Linked DNA regions of Mus musculus: region 1 is linked to region 2. A link is a contact called in public promoter capture Hi-C data. All regions are on one chromosome and are shown on one strand. The core of a region is the stretch at or near the end of the contact, and the rest is flanking DNA. Distances in the headings are between cores, read along the strand shown.

Region 1 (4,620 bases), core at 93-2,592, 61 kb after region 2:
AGGCAAGGGTTCAGATGGGTTTGGTTACCATAGAGACGGCTGTGTGGACACAAACAATTATGATAATGAAGCTACAGACTTGAGCACTGGGGGATGTAAACGGAACGGGTTCTGGGTGTGTTTTGCTGGAGAACACATCCTGCCACACAAAGGGTCTGATGATGAAAAGGAACCTGTCATGAATATGAACGAAACCCAGGGACCACAGAGCCAAGATGCTGGTGCCATAGCAACCCGGGATCCAAGGGCTTCTCTTCTGTTCCAGGAATAAGAAGGGCAGAGTGTGAGTGTTGCAGCTCTAAAGGGAAAGGCTTCCCCTATAGAAGTGTTACAGCTCTGCTGTGGCGGCTGCTGTCTGGGAAGTTTTCCCCAGTCCAAGTTACAGCTGTTCCTCAGCAAAGCTACTCTGAGAGGTATCCTGGCTATCGGGAGTCAAGGAATACCACAAAGTTACACTGCACAACAAACCTCACACAAGAGATTTATTGGGAGGGTGGCTGCCTCTGCTCAAGCCGGAAGCAGCAGCGAACTGAGCAGCAGACAGGGTTTATATGGAGTTTCTTGGGAATGGCGGGAGCTTTCCCGGTAAAGATTTCCAGGGTGAGGATTGCTGGGATTTCAACTCCTGAGCTTGGAACAGCTCAGGAATTGGTGGGTTTCTGGGGCCAATTCAGTGATTGATGCATTTCTGTTCTTGGCCCTGGTTTTAGGCTTGAGGTCTAGTTAAGGTCAAGGTGTTTTTTCTTTGGCCCTTTATCCTACACAGAAGTCATGCGAAGAGGGCCTCTGTCCACCGGCATCTTGTAATCAGGCTCTTGTTAAATTCTGATAAGCCCCAACCCCAGAAGAACCAGGCAGCCTCATTCTGAAGAATAGGAAACCGGAACTCAAAGGGATGGTGTGGGCTGCTGACATCGGTTGGCATCACCAGGTAGAAAGCTTTGCCTAGTCTGTCTGTCCTTCCCTCTTGGATTACATAGTACGTTTCCATCGGTTAATGTGTGAGGATCACAAGTTCAAAGCTAACCTGAGATACACAGTGAGATCCGGTCTTTAAAAAGTAAAGGATTTTTCTATGCTAGTAGAAAGGAGCAGAGTATCCCCAACAGCATCGCCAACGAGTTTCCTGAGAGAGCTAGAGAGAGAGAGAGAGAGAAGCTGTTGACTAAAAGTTGCCGAGCGCACACGGATACAGACAGGAACCAAGTCTACAGGGAAGGGCCAAGTCTACAGGTCCGAGAGGCTCCGCTGAGCGCGGAAAGGTCGCGAGGCGGAACCACACTAGCAGGGTGAAGTGTGTTGTGGGAGCGGTGTTCATGGCGGAAGAGGCCGGAGGATTTCCGAAGCGAGCGGAAGCGGCGCGGTCAGGGTCGGAAGGAGTCGGAGGCATGGCTGGTGTGTCCTCGGAGGCGGAGGCCGAGGCGCTGGCCGCGGCGCGCGAGCGGAGCCGCCTCTTCCTGAGCGGCCTAGAGCTGGTGCAGCAGGGCGCCGAGGCGCGCGTTTTCCGTGGCCGCTTCCAGGGCCGCGCGGCCGTGGTGAAGCACCGCTTCCCGAAGAGTTACCGGCACCCGGAGCTGGAGGCGCGGCTCGGCCGTCGGCGGACGGTGCAGGAGGCGCGCGCGCTGCTCCGCTGCCGCCGTGCGGGTGAGGGGGGCCGGACGGGGCTCCGGGAGACGGGACAGACAGGGCTGCGGGAGACCGGTGGGACGGGAGAGACCGGGCTCCGAGTTCCGGGGGTCCGGACCAAATAACAACGCCCTGGGTAGTTTTAAGCATCTGTCCTGCCAGGCGCGCGTCTGGAGCTAGCTTTCTGAATTCAGATTATACCCTTCTGTGAGTTGCCTTGCCTAAATTTCCCGAGTTCTAATCGGAAGTCATAGTCGAGTTCGCATCTCGGGGATGTTGTGAGTGGCCTATACAAACGTGTATGTTGGCATGACATCCAATAAATGTCAGACTTCATGAAATCGTGTTTTGTTTGTTTGGTTTTGTTTTTTTCCAGACGGGGGTCTCATTGTAGCTGTGGCTTTCGTGAATCTCACTATGTAGACCAGGCAGATCTATAACTCAGAGATCTGATTAGCACAACTCCCATCTATTTTTAACACCCATTTGCTAGCCCCACGGAAAAGTTTTGTCCTCTTGAGAAACTGAGACACAAACGGGGAAAGGGCCAGAAGTTTCACAGCCACCAGGCCGCCTGACTTGGTGGCCCAGAACTGTGGCCTCTGCTTTTACACCTCTGTTCTTTTCTCCTTAGTGGTTGATAGGTGCCAGGAGACTGGGAAACGCAGCAGTGAACAGGCCTGTGCTTTTCTGCCCTAGAGGGGCAATGGAATTATAAAGAAGTGTTCATATATTCTCCTTTACCTTTTGTAAGTTTTACCAGACAGGGGTGGGGGCTACCTTGGTACCCCAGTTTCTAGGAAACTGTTCTGAACCTGGTTGACATTCAGGAGAGACTCCTGGCGTTAACTGGAGGTTTTGTTACCACTTTACAGTTGTGGAGACCGAGGCATAGAGTAGCTAAGGGAACCTTGAGGTTTCACGCCTAATAAGGGATTTGAACCTGCCTGTTCCAGAACACAGATGAGCCTGTAAGGTGACACCCTGCTTAGCCACTTGCCTGGTGACTGTCAGGTAGAAACTGCTCAGACTGCAGGATGCTTTCCTTCTGGCTTCTTGTTTTGTTTGTTTTTAGGGAGCAGCAATGAATTCCAGTCCTCAGGTGGCTTGAGAAAGGAGGAGCAAGCCTTGATACTTCCAGACTTACCCTGGCCTGGTCTCAGGCCGTAGTCCTGCAGGGCTTTAACAGGGCAAGCTCTGGATAAATTGTATCATTTTCCACAGTAGTCTAAACCCTGTTCCAAAGCAGGTTTAGGCTGAGAAACTGTCTGCCTGTGCATGAAGCCGGCCTTCATGAAGATGCGCTCCCTAACCACGTGTGTCCATTGCAGGGATAGCTGCCCCAGTCGTCTTCTTTGTGGACTATGCGTCTAACTGCTTATATATGGAAGAAATCGAAGACTCGGTGACTGTTCGGGATTATATCCAATCCACTATGGAGACTGAAAAGGACCCCCAGTGCCTCTTGGACCTGGCCAGGAGGATGGGGCAGGTTCTGGCCGGAATGCACGACCAAGACCTCATTCACGGGGACCTCACCACCTCCAACATGCTCCTGAGGCGGCCCCTGGCGCAGCTGCACATCGTGCTCATCGACTTTGGGCTGAGCTTTGTCTCAGGACTGCCGGAAGATAAAGGCGTCGACCTCTATGTCCTGGAGAAGGCCTTCCTCAGCACGCACCCCCACACCGAGACCGCGTTTGAAGCCTTTCTGAAGAGTTACGGGGCCTCGTCCAAGAAGTCCAGTCCAGTGCTGAAGAAGTTAGATGAGGTGCGCCTGAGAGGGCGAAAGCGGTCCATGGTCGGGTAGTGGAGCTGTGGTGAACTGGCTCACGGTGAAGGATGATGTAGACGAGGCTGGACCCCTCAGCAAAGCATGGGTTGTTAAGTGGTCTGTGATCGTGCTGGGCCACCACCATCCATGGCTCACTGTTCTCAGGGGCTTCATGTACATGAGGTTTATTCTGGGCAGAACTGGGTAGGTAGCCCAGGCTAGCCTTGAATTTATGGCAACATCCTACCTCAGCTTGCTTGGAAGAGGTTATAAGCCACCATACCTGACTTTGCACTGATTCTGTCAGAAACAAAACAACTATGACTCTATTTGTTTTTATATCTTCTTATATTTATTTTGTGTGTGTGCAAATGTGTCCATGGAGGTCAGAGAAGAACTTTTGAGAGTTAGCTCTCTGGATCTGTGTTGTAGAATCTGCCATATGGATTTCAGGGATTGAGTTCAGGTGATTAGGCTTGGCCATAAAATCCTGTATCCGGCGAGCCATCTCACTGGCTCACAAAACTATTTTTATGTTAATGGGCGGAATGGAGCTAGGACGTGGGGTGGTAGCTGGCGGGGGTTGGGCTAAGTCTGATTGAAGCAGGGTTACAGAGGCTACATTAGTGCCTGGTGTACATGTCCTGCCATTTGCCAGAGCAGCATGCATTGTTAACTGCTGAGCCATCTCTTCAGCTTCCTAAATTTTTGTTTTGTTTTGTTTTTCAAGACAGGGTTTCTCTGTGTAGCTCTGGCTGTCCCAGAAACTCACTCTGTAAGCTCAGGCTGGCCTTAAACTCAGAGCCACCTCCTCTGCCTCCTGAGTGCTGGGATTAAAGGTGTATGTCACTACTGCTTAGCTAAGACATCTTTTAATATTTATTTTTACATGTGTATATGCAGGTGTCTTAAGAGGGCACCAGAACCCCTGTAGCCTACGTTACAATCAGATGTGAGCTGTCCCGTGTAGGTGCTGAGAAACACTCTGGTCCTGTGGAAAGGCAGCACATATGCTTTTTCTGTTTTTTTTTTTTCCCGATTTATTTATTTTATGTATGTGAGTACTATTTCTGCGTGTATACCTGCATGCCAGGGAAGGGAATCAGATCCCATTACGGGTGGTTGTGAGCCACCATGTAGTTTCTAGGAATTGAACTCAGGACCTCTTGAAGAGCAGCCAGTGCTCTTAGCCCCTGAGCCGTCTCTTCAGCCTGTCTAGA
Region 2 (5,022 bases), core at 1,618-4,117:
TGAGGAGCAGCAGGAGAAACGTGAGGTCATTTCCACGTGGCCGTGTTTTCGCTCTCCAGCCTGATGTGGCAGACACAGCTGACTTGGAAATTGTGAAATCAGAAGTCAGATCAGCACTTGGCCTCTGGCTGGCTGTGTGACTTCATGTCTGGGGCCTGTGTTCCTGCGTGTGTAAATGGGGATGGTGATTGTCATGGTAATGGAGCAGATGTCTCCTGGGCATTTACTCCGCTGAGTAAATGCGGCAGGGGTTTCTGTCTACTGCTACATTTGAGCCCCAGCACAGAACCTGGCCTGTTCTGTGCTGAAGGGACCTGCTGACTTTGTGTGTGTCCCCCAAACGCCTTGTGCTGGAATCTTTATCCCTAGGGCCTTGACAACGTCTGTAAGAGGAGGTCGGTTCCAGAAGATCCTGTGCTCATGCAGGCACTGATGATGTTCTTGTGGGAGGGACTTAGACCACAGGCTGGATTTGTCATAAAAGTTCAATGGCCTGTGGTAGCACAGGCCTGTAATCCCAGCACACCCAGGAAGTGAAGGCAGGCGACTCTGGCGTCCAAGGTCATCCTTAGCTGCGTAAGGAGTTCAAAGCTACTTTGTCTCCAAAATACAAATAAACCAACAAATAAAAAAATAAGAGGGATGGAGAGATGGCTCAGGGATGCTGTCTGAGGTCCTGACCCAGGATCCCTGACACCGATGTGAAAAGCCAGGCGTGGCCGTGTACATTTATAACCCTAGAGTTTTGTGAGTGGAGACATGGGGGGGGGGGCCCTAGAGTTTTCTGACCAGCTCACCTGGCTGGACCAGTGAATCCCAAGTTCAAGGAGAGATGCTGTCTCAAAACATAAGGTGGTAGAGCCTGGAGGGATGGCTGTGAGGTTCAGAGCACTTGCTGATCTTGCAGAAGACCTGAGCTTAGTTCCCAGCATCCAAGTCAGGCAGGCCACACCCACCTGCAATGCCACACCCACCTGCAATGCCACACCCACCTGCAATGCCACACCCACCTGCAATGCCACACCCACCTGCAATGCCACACCCACCTGCAATGCCAGCTCCAGGGGATCCATTGCCTTCTTCTGACCTCTCTGGTTTCTACTCACATGTGACAGAAACACACACACAGTGTCTTAGTTAGGGTGTTACTGCTGTGAACAGACACCATGACCAAGGCAACTCTTATAAAGACAACATTTAATTGGGATTGGCTTACAGGTTCAGAGGTTCACTCCATTATTATCAAGATGGAAACATAGCAGCATCCAGGCAGGCATGGTGTAGGAGGAACTGAAAGGTCTACATCTTCATCTGAAAGCTGCTAGCAGAATACTCACTTCCAGGCAGCTAGCAGTAGGGTCCCACACGCACCTACTCCAAAAAGGCCACACCTACTCCAGCAAGGCCACACCTCCTAATAGTGCCACTCCCTGGGCCAGGCATATACAAACCATCACACACAGATAGACAAGGAAATAAGATGGAAGACAATGTTAACCTTAAGCCTCCACATAAACCCACACACAAACACTGACATAAGGCACATACAGCCCTCTCTTGCTCTCCTGCCCTGGGATGGCACAGCAAGGAGGTCCTCTCTAGACACCAGCACCGTCTGTTGCTTATAAATCACTCTGTCTCTATTACTCCATTACAGGAATGGAATACTAACCAGCAGAGTGCTTAACAAGTGTGTGTTGGATAAATGAGTGGACGGTTGCCTCCCACGCCTGCCTGATCTTAAGAAGGCCCATCATCCTCTGGGAAGATACAGTCAAGGTCAACCTTGACTCCTTGGTAGTCCATATGCAGGCGTCTTTCTGCTGAGCGCCTGTAATAGTCTAACATCCTAACGATGAGATGCCAAAAACGCAACTCAAGCCAGGACCAGCAGAGAGAGGCATAGATTGGCCCATCTCAGTGAGCGTCTGGCTTCAGGACCAGGTAGATGTAGGAGTCGAAGTCTGGCTAGGGTTGTTTCATGTGCACGTTACTTAACTCCCCTCCTATTCCATCCCTCCTTTCCCTGGAGGAGAGGGATGACCTCACAGGGGCTGTGAGGTCACTTCTCAGTTCCTCATCAGCCCAAGGGGCCTAGCAGTAGTATGACAGTAAAGGACTCCAAGGGTCCATGACAAGGCAAAACCAAGGCACACATGAATGCTCCTCCAGCCACCCTCCAATCTCATGCCCTGCCAGGAGCACACTACAAAGGGCACCTGGAGCCCCATTGAGCCCTTGTTGTATTCATGCTGTGGACAGCTGGGCTTTTCGGTGAGACCTCTCCAACCTAGAGGCAAGCTGTAAAGAGGAAAGGCTGGACCTGATGGCATGTGCCTGCCATCCCAGAAAGCTGGGCGTAGTGGCACATGCCCTTAATCCAAGCTCTGGGAAGGCAGAGGGAGGCATAGGGGCAGGTGTATCGGGCTGCATAGTGAGACTGCCTCAAAAATAAACACACAAATAAATAAATGGAAAATTACAGTGGTTGGTAGGTGGGGCGGGGGACGGCATTTTGTCCCTTCTGATTCCTTCTTCTGGGGGTAAGGGTCCCAAAGTGGCTTCTGTCTTCATGTGCCCACAGTTTGGGACCTGGGTCCAGCCCTGCCCTTCTCCCTGCCCTGGGCCATTCTGCAGTCCACACTGATAAACTCCAGGCTCCTGCAAAACTTCTGTGCTTTGAGCCAAAGGTTGCCTCACTGTGTCCGATAACTGCTGGTGGGGCCCCATGGTCCTGTGCGAAAAACAAAATGCCTGACCTTTTTCAGGGGGGCAGGGTTTTCTGAAAATCCCTGTGGGTACCTTCCTGCCCCACAGGGGCTGTGAGGTCACTTCTCAGTTCCTCATCAGCCCAAGGGACCTAGCAGTGGTATGACAGTAAAGGACCCAAGAAAAGTGTCTTGTCTTCTAGGACTGGGGATGAGCCTGGCAGAGGTCTCAGAGAGAAATCTGGGAGGACTTCATGAAGGAGTCGGCTTTGTCCAGTGGTGGAAAGGGCTGGGCTGTAGCTTAGGTGTGGAGCACTGGCTTGACTAGCACACTCTGGATTGATCCCCAGAGCTGCAGAAAACTAGCAAGCAAAAGGGAAGAGAGGGCCCTCTCTCTCCCTTACTCTGTGTGTGTGTGTGTGTGTGTGTGTGTGTGTATCTATATGTGTGAATGTGTGTATGTATGTATGTATGCATGTATGTGTGGTGTGTGTATCTATATGTATGTATGTGTGTATGTGTGTGTATGTATGTGTGTATATGTATGAGTGTCTATATGTGTGTATGTGTATATATGTATGTGTGTATATGTGTGTATGTGTGTGTATGCATGTATGTATGTGTATATGTGTATGCATGTGTGTATATGTATGAGTGTTTATATGTGTGTATATGCATGTATGTATGTGTGTATGCATGTATGTATGTGTGTGTATGTGTATGAGTGTGTATATGTGTGTATGCAAGTATGTGTGTATGTGTATGTATGTGTGTGTATATGTATGTGTGTGTATATGTGTGTATGTGTATGAGTGTGTATATGTGTGTATGCAAGTATGTGTGTATGTGTATGTATGTGTGTGTGTATATGTGTATATGTGTGTGTTTATGTGTATATGTGTGTATGTGTGTGTATATATGTATATGAGTGTGTATATATGTGTATATGTATGAGTGTATATATGTATGTATGTGTGTATGTATATGTGTGTATATGTGTATATATATGTGGGCATGAATATATGACTATATGTATGTGTGTATATATGAATATGTGTTTGTATGTGTGTATGTGTTTATATGTGTGTATATGTACATGTAAGGGTGTATGTATGAGTATATGAGTGTATATATGTGTTTATGTGCATATATGTTTATATATATGTATATTGTGCATGTGTGTATGTGTGTATATGTACATGTGTGTATATGTATGTATCTATATGTATGTATGTGTATATGAGTGTATGTGTATATGTGTGTATGTGTATATATGTGGATGTGTTTATGTGTGAGATGAAAATTGTGACCATTATTATTCTAACACCAAGCACTCCTCCTCCTCCTGTTTTTTGGTTTTGTTTTTACTTTATTTGTGTGTGCATGCGTGTGCAATGTGTTCAGTGCCTGTAGAGTCCAGAAGAGAATGTCTGATCTCCTAGAACTGAAGTTACAGGCAGCAGTGAGCTGCTGTTTGGTGCTGGGAACTGAACTTGAATCCTGTAGAGCAGCGGCTCTCAGCCTTCCTAGTGCTGTGACCCTTTAACACAGTTCCTCACGCTGTGCCGACCTCTAACCATAGAATTATGTTTGTTGCTACTTCATGACTGCAATTTTGCTACTGTTACGAATTGTAATGTAAACACTTTTGGAGATAGAGGTCTGGTAAAGGGGTCGAGACCCACAGGTTGAGAACCGCTGCTCTGGAAGGCACAGTGCTCTTAGCCACTTGGTTTTATTTTCCTTTCTTCCTTTTTAAAATTTAAAGACAGTCTCCCTCTGTATCTCAAGACATTCAAGGGCACTCTGTTTGGCTTGAACTCATGGCAGTCCTGCTTCAGCCTCTCAAGGGTTGTGGCCTCAGACACGAACCACCATGCCTTGCTTGTTTGCCTTCAATAAAGGCTTATTTTATTTTGTCTTGTGTGTGTCCGTGTGTGTGTGTGTGTCCATCCATCTGTGTATTTGCCATTTGCCACATGTGTGCAGTGCCCTATGAGGCCAGAGGAGGGTATGGAATTCCCCAGCAACTGGAGTAATGAGAGGAGCTTCATGCTTCCTAACACGGGTGCTGGAGCCAAACTCAGGTCCTCTGGAAGAGCAGACAGTGATCCTAACCACTCATGAGTTCCTTCCTTCCTTCCTTCCTTCCTTCCTTCCTTCCTTTCAAAGAAAGAAAACCTGGGTAGTGGTGGTGTACTACTTTAACCCCAGCACTCAGGAGGCAGAGGCAAGCAGATCTCTGAGTTTGAAGCCACCCTGGTTTACATAGTGCGTTCCAGGACAACCCAGGGCTACATGGAAAAACTCTTGT

The links. Promoter capture Hi-C pulls out the DNA fragments that hold promoters and counts their contacts.
Region 1: a promoter capture Hi-C map of macrophages shows a contact between it and region 2, with 6 read pairs. The contact joins the promoter of Trp53rkb here to the enhancer-like site in region 2. A contact is called at or near these places in 2 of 39 promoter capture datasets (embryonic stem cells and macrophages), 1 of 15 datasets of contacts at CTCF or cohesin (large pre-B cells), 10 of 484 Hi-C or Micro-C datasets (the N1E-115 cell line, bone marrow-derived macrophages, brain and 6 more), 8 of 115 datasets of contacts at active chromatin or transcription factors (bone marrow-derived macrophages, craniofacial prominence, embryonic stem cells and 1 more) and 2 of 9 other capture datasets (adipose tissue and bone marrow-derived macrophages).

Annotation. Positions count from the first base shown.
Region 1 is chr2:166,792,425-166,797,044 of GRCm38.p6, forward strand. Trp53rkb (transformation related protein 53 regulating kinase B) reads left to right here and starts at 1,343. Exons shown (of 2, transcript NM_023815.4): 1 at 1,343-1,644; 2 at 2,958-4,620. The coding sequence starts at 1,389. The coding sequence ends at 3,436.
Region 2 is chr2:166,730,289-166,735,310 of GRCm38.p6, forward strand. No RefSeq gene overlaps it. Among named protein-coding and RNA genes, the nearest start is that of Prex1, 19 kb to the left of the region's middle. Within about 2 kb of position 2,868, at least 25 of the 459 cell types and tissues checked have an H3K27ac peak or open chromatin away from gene starts, as enhancers often do. A contact at or near this core is called in the N1E-115 cell line, bone marrow-derived macrophages and macrophages, where this site is marked.